3 separate regions of the Ovis aries genome follow, and all the other regions are linked to region 2. A link is a contact called in public Hi-C data. All regions are on one chromosome and are shown on one strand. The core of a region is the stretch at or near the end of the contact, and the rest is flanking DNA. Distances in the headings are between cores, read along the strand shown. Region 1 overlaps PSAP (prosaposin). Region 2 holds the start of SLC29A3 (solute carrier family 29 member 3). Region 3 overlaps LOC132657144 (cadherin-23-like).

Region 1 (3,118 bases), core at 363-2,862, 510 kb after region 2:
GCAGGGTGGACACAAGAGCAGGCAGAAGGCGTCACCAGGGGGCGCACACGCACACAAGCAGGCCCACAGGACCTCCACAAAGAGCTAGCAGGGTACATTCAGGTGAACTGGTTTTTTCCCCTCCCACCCAGAATCAGAGAACTCCAACCACCACATCCATCAGCAAAGACAAAAAAGCCGAACTGAAGGTTGACCCAGCGATAGCAAGCCCCGCCCCACCAGCTCTATTACAGTGAGAACCACATTGTTTAAAAAGCCTCATTATTCAGAGTCGCTCATCTGTCATATAAAACTGCCTTTGTTTTGCAGTCAGCAGGCCTGCAAACGGGGATGGTGACTCTACTTCTTCGTTAGAGTAGGCAGAAGCCTCAGCACCCAAAGCCCAGCTAGGAGGACGGACCACCTCTGTCCGGAGGCTCCAGCTCACGCCCCCAGCCAGAGTCCCCCCCTCTTCCGCATAACTGCACGCAGGGACAGACTCAGAAGACCTCCAGTGTATGTCGGCATCTGTCTAGCAGAGAGAAAGGGACACTGAAGCAGCGACGTCAGCATGCCACCGACAGCAATGCCACAATGAGGGAGAGAAGAGAGGGACTCAGGGAGAGGGGTCCTATTTCTATAACAAAGTCAACAGATCTGTGTTCGTTTCCCCAGACACACGAGCAGGGAAAGACGCTGCAGCTTCTCCAGGATGGAACGTGCCTCTAGTTCCACACGTGACGCTTGCAGTGCTCAACGGCCTGACAGGAGAGAGGGGACAGTTTAGTCTGCAGCTGACACACTCCACCCGCAGCCCCTTAGCACCCAGCAGGCCCGCAAAAGGGGATGGTGACTCTACTTCTTCGTTAGAGTAGGCAGAGGCCTCAGCACCCAAAGCCCAGCTAGGAGGACGGACCACCTCTGTCCGGAGGCTTCGGCTCACACCCCCAGCCAGAGGCCCCTCTCCTCTGCATAACCGCACACAGGGACAGACTCAGAAGACCGACTTCCACCTAGAAAGGGGACCCGATACCCTGGCCCAGATCAGCCGGAGGGCACCACATGCTGAAAACCCAGGTCATTATCTCCCTTAAACCCAGGCATAGTATGTGGTGGGGTTCTAAGACTCATAAGGTAAGAGTTCAGAACAGTGGGTGAACAGCGCCCCTGCAGGTAGGGCCAGGACTCCTCCCTCTGACTGCACAGAGGGCTCCAAGGCAAAACTCCTCAGCCAACAGTCAGCGCTCACACCAGCTCAGAATTGGCCCAGGTACCCAGGAGAGCAGGGGATCCTACTCCACCGCTGACTGCTGCCAAGGCAGGGGACTGGGGCAAGGGGCTTGAGGTGGGGGGGCCTCACACGCTCCCCGCCGTGGTCCAAGGTGATGCAACGCCCCCAACACTGGCTCACTGAAAGAATCCCCATGAGGAAGAGAAAGTTGTGCAAAGAAACACCAGGTAACAGAAGTTGAGACACACGTCCCCACCCAGGAAAGCAGCCCGAGTCACCCAGGAGTGGCTGCCCAGCTGGGAGCCAGCGCCCAGGGTGGGTCGAGAAGAGCTCTGCCGGGCCCTGGTGAAGAACCAGGCCAGGCTCCAGTCAGGGCAAGAGGGAGCCAAGGGACACGAGGCCTTGTGCAAGAATCCAGCAGGCCTTGTGCAATCCCTCGGGTGACCGACTTCCTATGAACCCGACCCTGTCACAAGGGAACCGAAGGCAAAAGCAAGAAAGCAGAAGCAAAGAGCACTGGAGACCATCCCCCGCCACCCATCGCTCCTCAGAGACGAGCGCGCAGGGAGCCCTCCTTTGCTGGTGACCGCACGTAAGCCTTACTGTGCCCCCATCCTAACCCCAAAGACAAAGTAGAGAGCTGAGCGCCGAGGCGCCTGCTAGAGCAGAGCCTCCCTCCCCTCGGCGCCACACGCTCCGCCGGAGCGCAGGCACGGGCCTGGCAGGCACGGGCCTGGCAGGCACGCCCACAGAGCAGTCACTCACGTTGCACAGGGCTGCCGACTCCATGTCCTGGCACCAGTAGCTCGGGCCCCAGACACACTTCTCAGTTCCCAAAAGCGGCTTGCGGGCTGCTGGGCAGGCTCCAATCTTCTATATGGTCAAGAGGAGCAGAAAGTATTAGGTCTGCTCAGATAATCCTTTTCAAAACTGAGATGATCAGCTGCTAGGAGCAACTAGAATCAGAGCTCTAATAAGCACTTTCCCAAAAAGGCAAGGCTGCTCGGTAAAGTGGTGAGACCTGGAAGCCTGGTTCTCTCACATACTGTCCCCAGACTCTGCCTCCAGCCCCAGATCTGAGAGGAACCCTTCCAGGGTCCACACAGCACTCCCCTGCCAGGTGGCACTGCCCAGGAAACTACCAGCCTAGCACACGACTTACCAAGCACACGAAGGAAGGGTCCATCACCTCCACCAGGATTTCTATCAGCACCGGCTCATACTCCGTCACAAACTGGTCACACTGTTAGGGAAACGGCAGTGGGTCTGGGTGAGTGTAAGCAGAGCGTGGGCAGGCGAGGGGCACTCGACAGGCTCTTCTGCCACAACTCCTGGCCCTGCCAGCCTCCCTGCCCAGGTGAACTACCGACCCACACCTGCTCATTTTCCTCCCGGTGGCTCCACTGGAGCCAACAGAGCACCTTTAAGAAAACCTCAGTGGACTCCATGCCAGAGGCAGAAATGGCAAAACTTCACCCAGAGGTACAGTCAGTGAGCGCTCAGCTCCTACACTCCCCCAGCAGGTGCTGACGTTTGGGCTGAAAGCAGCCCACGGCGTACCTGCTTCCGGTACTGGTCCGGCAGGAAGCTGCAGCCTTTCTCGAGGGCAGCCAGGATCTGCTCCTTGGTGCTGTTCTTCTCCAGGTTGCGGTCCAAATAGCCCACGAGCTTCTTGCACACCTCGCAGAAGCCACCGTCCTTCCTCGGCATCACGCGGACTACACGAGAGAGCCCAGGCTCAGAGCCGGCGAGGCCCCGCCTCACCCAGGAGGGCTGGCCAGCCCCACCCGCCCCGGGGCTCACCCGTCGCGGCCGGCAGCCCCTGGCTGGAGCAGAGGTGCAGCATGCTGCACACCAGCTCAGGGCTCGCCTCCTGCAGTAGGATCGACAAGATGGCACTGCCGTAGG
Region 2 (2,842 bases), core at 24-2,523:
GTTGGCAGGCGGGTTCTTACCTCTAGCACCACCTATCAAAAGGGGCCTCCACAGCCAGTCCACAACATCCGGCCAAACCAATCACTGTGGCCTGCCCACGTATTCCCATCCCCTTGGTCCTGAAATCGGTCTGCCCTCAAGTCGGCTGTAGGTTGCAGGGCTTCTGATGTCCTCTGCCCCTTCTGGCCTGTCCCCCGGGGAGAGTGCAAGCTCCTCCCAAGCAAGACCCCAGCCCTTTCCACCCTTGGGTCTTCGCACTGTTTTTACTCTCTCAACACTTCTGACAACAGATGTGGTGGGTTTCTTTTTTACATGTATACTCCAACAAATTCTCCAACTCTCTGGACACCAGCTGGGGATCCAACAATTCAATTCTGACACTATCTGGAGCCACAGATCCTACACATTGAAGGGTCCCACAAGGCTGCCCCTACTTCAACTTCAGACTCCAGCCATAGGTATAGAGTACCCAGGGTGCCCAAACTTTTGTCCAACTTGGTGACAAAATCAGGGGTTCCCACACACTCCCTCCGGTTTCAATAATTTGCTAGGATGGCCTACAGAATTCAGGAAAAAACTTACCATCATTGGTTTATTTTATATAAAGGATACAAAATGAATAAGGTACCAGGTCCCAAGTTTCTGTCCCCATGGAGTTGGGGTGTGCCACCCTCCCTGAAGGTGGATGTGTTTGCCAAACCAGAAGCTCTCTGAACTTGACCATTTAGGGGTTTTATGGAGGTTCATTATGTAGGCATGGTTAATTAACTCATTGGTCATGGATGGTTAGGTCATCACCAGCTCCTCTCCCCTCCCTGGAGGCAGGGCATGGAGCTGAAAGTTCCAACCTTCTAATCCCCAGGGTGGGTTCCACCAGCCCTCAACCAGAAGTTATCTGGGGCCCACCAAGCCCACCTCATTAACATAAATTCAGGTGTGGCTTAAATGGGCTTGAATAACAAAAAAAATCACCCCCATCACTCAGGAAATTCTATGGGTTTTAGAAACATTCTATCAGGAACCAGGGACCAGATCAAAGATATTTCTGATCCTAACACACCACAGGCCCCACTGCAGGGCCTGGCACATAGTAGGTCTGCTTAATGAAGGACGCACAGTGTTCTGCCAGCCTCACCATGAAACAAGGCTGCCACCTCCCCGTGGCCCTGAGAGCACCCAGCGCTGACCCACCGCAGTGGGGTCAGGGGACTCTCAACAGTTTTAGAACCAGACAGAGCTAGCGTTACATCACACTTCCGTCGGGGCTTCCCACAAGCCCAGCTTTCTCAGGTCCGTGAGAGGGGCACAGGACAACTCCGGCCCCTCCGGGCATGTGACAATAATGAGCGTAGACGTCCGGTCAAAGCAGAGAGAAGGTGACTGCCTTGGGCGGTAATTTAGACAGGAAGTTCTGGCGGCCGGTGGGAGGGCCTGATAGGGTCGGAGTGGTCCTGAGGACTAGCTACTTCTCTGCCTCAGCTAGTGAGCTTCTGGAAGGCGCTGGCTCCCGGGAGGGTTCCCGCGGGTGCGGGGAACAGTAGGGGATCAGAGAGGTGCAGGTGAGACTCCGCCGCTGCCTGGGCGGGGGCGGGGGTGCGGCGGGTGCAGAGCTCTTCGGGTCCTGGGGAGCAGGGCTCTGGGAGCTGACGGGGTGGTCGGGCTCCACGGTGGGGAAGCAGCGGCGGAAGCACCGGGAGAAGACTCACTGCGCACTTGCGCGCTAGCCTGGGCGGTGCACCTGGCGGCCGGCGCCTCACTCCCTCCACCTGTGAAATGGGCGCGTGCCCACAGCATGCCGCTCGCGTAACTGCGCGCGGAGCCGCGAAAGGAGACCCGTTTGCAAACCCGGAAGCGCCGGCGGGGGTGGGGCAGGCAGGGGGCGGGGCCTGGAGGCGGAGCCCGGCCTCAGGGCCGGCCGAGCCCCGAGTCGCAGTGGCCGCGGCAGCCGGGGAGGCAGCGGCGGTGGCGGCGAGCGACGGCGACAGTAAGTGCGGGCCGGCGGTCGGGCGCGGGCCTGGCCCCAGCCCAGCTCTTCAGGCTCCTGGTGGCTCCCCGGGCTCTCCCTGGGGGCGGCCTCCCCCCTCCCCAACCCCGCGGCCCTCCCGGGGGTGCTCCCCTGGAGCCTCAGAACCCCGACCCAGCCTCCAGCTCGGTGCGACGCCTCTCGCTGTGACCCCCCTTCCCCGGCGTCCATTCCCTTCCTTCCTTGCTCTCGCCTCTCACTTTCCTCTCACGTTCCCTCCTCCTGGGTCTGCGTTCTCCAGATTCTCTTCCCGCCCCCTCATGAACTTCCTGAGATCGGACCTCACCGTTTGGATGCGGGGAGCCTGGGTATGGACAAGTTAGCCCAAAGTATCCAGAAGGTGGCTGAGAGCCCAAATTGGGGCGCCTGAGTGTCCCCGACCTCAAGGCAAATTCTGCCGTGGCCTCTGCCTGGCGCCCTGTGTTTCCTACAGTGCTTTCCCATAGGGGAGCCTCCCCAGCCCCTTGCCCCCATTTCACAGGTGAGGAAATCGAGGCACAAAGGCGAGATTGACTTAAGAGTCAGTCAAAAACTTCCTGGGAACCAGCGCCCAGACCTGGAAGATGGTCTGCGGTGGCCCCAGGCCCCATGCGTTGAGCAGGGTCTACCCCTTGCCCCAAGTCAACCAGGACAGGAGCAGGGCTGAGCCCTGTGGATTTCTACAGGTGCCTGAGGAACACACCCAAGGGCATCACCAGCCCGGCCCCGGGGATGCCAGGACTCTTCCTTGCCTTTCTTCTTTTTTAATCCAAAGCCAGCAGCTAGCTTTCATAAAGAGTAATAAGACTTTGCTCACTCCAGTGCCCCAGCCTGTGACCT
Region 3 (3,246 bases), core at 20-2,519, 290 kb after region 2:
AATAGGTCCTGTACATACATGATCACACCTGATCCTTACATAACCCTGTGAGGTGGGAGCTGTTATGCACACTTTATAGATGAGGGATTTGGCTCAAGGGAATTCACGATTTGCAGGGGGTCTCACAGCTAGTAACCGGCAGATCTGTTGTTGGCACCTAGATCTCTTGTGCATCCTGCGAGCTCACACACAGTAGGTAGTCTTCACTCAGGTGTTGACGTAACAGACTCCAGGCAGAGACCACAGCTGAAGGAGGGGCCACTGGGGGTAGGGGCCTCACACCCCAGTTCCGCTCACTTTCCTGGGAGGGCCAGGTGACAGAGTCAGAGGCCAGGTGAGGGGCAGGCTCCCACTGGTCCCCTCATCCATTTAGGGACTAGTGTTTGAGTGGACTGATAGAAGACCACTGGGCCCAAAAGACCAGCTAGATCATGAGTCCCTCATATGCGTGGCTTTTTTCTTTTTTTTTTCAACTTCATGACCCAGCACGGGCCCGACCCAGAGCATACCCCACCTGGTGTGTGCTCACTGACCCTTCCTAATCCCTGCAGAGGGGACAAGAAACTTCAGGCCATCCAACAGATAGGTAATGAGCACCGTTCTGGGTACCATGGACAGAAGCATGAAACCCTACCCTTTACCCCCGAGGCAACACTGAGTCTCTGGATGTGAGGACCAGGGAGGCCCCACAGCACAGGGCTGTTCTGAGGGTGCCAGCCCAGCTCCGGGACTCAGTGGGGTGAGAGAGGACACAGCCTTCAGGACTGGCTTCCTGAAGCCGGTGACATTGGTAGTGGATCTTAAGAACAGACAGGACCAAGGTGGGTGCTGTTGGTTTTCCTTATAACTCAGAGGGCAGCAAGCGTGCTTGCTATCAGCCCAGCGGAGCAGACAAAGCAATTGAAAGTCATCAGCCTGTGTTCCCACACGCGCCATCAGCCACTCACTAAACTGCTTCTCGCCCAGACCTAGCTCTGCCAAGGGTCAAGACGCTGCGAGCGAGATAACAAGGGGACAAGATGTGGGAGTGATGAGATTTGACAGGGGCCAGGAGGAGGGGTCCCCAGGGAAGGGGAGAGCTTGCCAGCCTTGAAGGAGCAAGGAGGTAGAAGGTGAGCTCCCAGCAGCCCAAAGAGAGCTGCCCTCCTGCCCTCCAAGCCTGACCCTGTACCCCCACTTGTTCTCCCTCCAAGCCAGTTTCCCTCTCCCTCGGCCTTTGACCATCTATGAAACAGAAGCCCTTTGCTTAACTCTGCTGCGCCCTCTAGCCGTCAGTCCACCTCCTTGTGTTTCACACCAAGCTCCAGGCAGCAGCATCTGTACTCACGGTCCCCAGGTCTGTGCCCCACTCAGCACAGTCTGACCTCCGGGTGCATCTGAGGATCCAAGCAGGAGACCTTCACTGGATCTTTCCTCTCCTGAGCCTGCCTCTCAGACTGTTTGACCCTGATAACCATCTCTTTCTCAGAGCTTCCCTTCTTCTGCCTCTGGGCATCTGGCTCTATACTGCTTTCTCCTTTGCCTGCCTGACCATTGCATGGCTTATCTGCATTTTCCCGTGCATTCTCACTGGAGCCATAGGTCTCCTTAAAGGCAGGCTTGCCAGTGCCTTGTGTATATTATCACCGGTGCACTGGCAACCCCAGCCTTCCCACTCCAGTCCCCAGTTAGCCCTCCCTTCCAGTTCCTGGAGCAGCAGACCCCAACCTGTTTTGGGGACACCAAGGACTGGTTTCATGGAAGACAGCTTTCCCAGGGACCAGAGTGGTAGTTTCGTGATAGTCTGAGTGCATCACATTTACTATGCACTTCGCTTCCATTATTATTACATCAGCTCCACCTCAGGTCATCTGTCATTAGATCCTGGAGGTTGGGAACCCCTGTCCTGGAGGCCATCACCACATGGACATTCTGCTGCTATGTAAAACTCTGTCATTTTATGAGGAATTTATCTAGAACTTTCCAGAATGTATAGTTTTTTTTTTTTTCAACTTGAACTCCCTCTTGAGAAAAAAAGCAGCTTCTTTGACCCCCTCATTCTGTGAAGGAGGACGATATCTTACTTGTCTCACCCTGTTCCTTGTGCCTTAGCCCAGGGCCAGGTGCAGAGTGGGTGCAGGATGAATGGCTGCAAGGAGAAAAAGAGAGACATAAATCTCAGTCCAGGCCAGCCACTCACCAGCCGTGTGACCTTGGACAAGTTATTTAACGTCTCTGAGCCTGCTTCCTCATACGTACGTGGGATATCTTCTTCTAAAGTTATTGTGAAGAGTGAGTCATATAATTGTGCAGACAGCTTAGCTCAGTGCCTGGCATAGGGAAGGGTTCAATAAATTGTAGCCACTATTTTTTTTTTTAATAAATAGGGGAAAGAGGGCTGTGACTCGCCTTCAGCAGCCTTATGTGCTTTTGTGCACTTGATTCACATCTTCTCAACACCTCTCTTGCAAATCAGAAGAGGTCTTAATGCCTGAAGCTCCTAGAGGGAGGTGGTTGTCCCAGGAGAACCAGCCGGGCCAGCAATGACCCGCTTCTTCTCTTGTGTGAATGCTTTAAGCCACCTGTTCCTGAAGCCTTAGGGTTCTCAAGGTGCAGTCCCACTCCCCACAAGTTCCCCTCCCCTACCAGGTATATCCCCACACACCTAGGACAGCACCTGTCAACCCAGGGGGACCAGCTGCCCTTCTGCTCAGCAGTGGGGGCTGAACAGATGAAAGGCATCGCCCATGAGCCGGCCCCCCCTCCAGCCCCCTGGTCCCCATGGGACTTGGGTGAAAAATGTCTGGGAGACCAGAGCACTGACAGGGTAGTGTCAGTTTCCAGAATAACAAAGAAACTCATGTGTATGGTTGCCAAGCCCACGCCACCCTCCGTCCTGCCCAGGGAGGAAGGATTATGGGAGAAGAGCAGTAAGGGAGGGAAGCAAGGAAGTGAGGGCCCACCTCAAGCCTGGAACCCTGAAGGCAATGCGCTCTAGACCTGAGGGTTTTGTTCTCAGACTTAGCCTCAAGTCTGCCACCTTGTATTAATACATCTGAGCCCTGGGTTGTGAGACTCTGCTGGTAAGAGAATGTGTTGGCTTCAGTGCTACCACTGGGCACAAGCTCTAGGCAAAGGCTCCTGGGTGGGGTGGGTGAAGGAGATGGTCCACGGTGGTATCTTGGTGCAGGACACGTGGCCAACATTTATTGAGAGCTTCCTATGTGCCAGACAGTGTATTAACTCATTTAATCCTCACAGCAACAC

The links. Hi-C and Micro-C count contacts between places; a contact is called where the count stands out from the background.
Region 1: a contact with region 2 is called in a Hi-C map of liver, with 4 times the contacts expected there. The contact joins the enhancer-like site here to the promoter of SLC29A3 in region 2. A contact is called at or near these places in 3 of 16 Hi-C or Micro-C datasets (hypothalamus, liver and tail adipose tissue).
Region 3: a contact with region 2 is called in a Hi-C map of hypothalamus, with 7 times the contacts expected there. The contact joins the enhancer-like site here to the promoter of SLC29A3 in region 2. A contact is called at or near these places in 8 of 16 Hi-C or Micro-C datasets (blood, hypothalamus, liver and 4 more).

The regions. Positions count from the first base shown.
Region 1 is chr25:27,199,034-27,202,151 of ARS-UI_Ramb_v3.0, forward strand. It overlaps PSAP (prosaposin), which reads right to left. Exons shown (of 14, transcript XM_060406597.1): 10 at 3,014-3,083; 11 at 2,771-2,928; 12 at 2,373-2,453; 13 at 1,976-2,083; 14 at 1-740. The coding sequence ends at 705. Among named protein-coding and RNA genes, the nearest start is that of PSAP, 31 kb to the right of the region's middle. Within about 2 kb of position 1,613, at least 20 of the 54 cell types and tissues checked have an H3K27ac peak or open chromatin away from gene starts, as enhancers often do. A contact at or near this core is called in hypothalamus, liver and tail adipose tissue, where this site is marked.
Region 2 is chr25:26,687,524-26,690,365 of ARS-UI_Ramb_v3.0, forward strand. It overlaps SLC29A3 (solute carrier family 29 member 3), which reads left to right and starts at 1,274. Exons shown (of 6, transcript XM_042241187.2): 1 at 1,274-1,376. The coding sequence starts at 1,343.
Region 3 is chr25:26,977,867-26,981,112 of ARS-UI_Ramb_v3.0, forward strand. The region is part of intron 9 of LOC132657144 (cadherin-23-like); the gene reads left to right. Among named protein-coding and RNA genes, the nearest start is that of C25H10orf105, 120 kb to the right of the region's middle. Within about 2 kb of position 1,270, at least 1 of the 54 cell types and tissues checked has an H3K27ac peak or open chromatin away from gene starts, as enhancers often do. A contact at or near this core is called in hypothalamus, where this site is marked.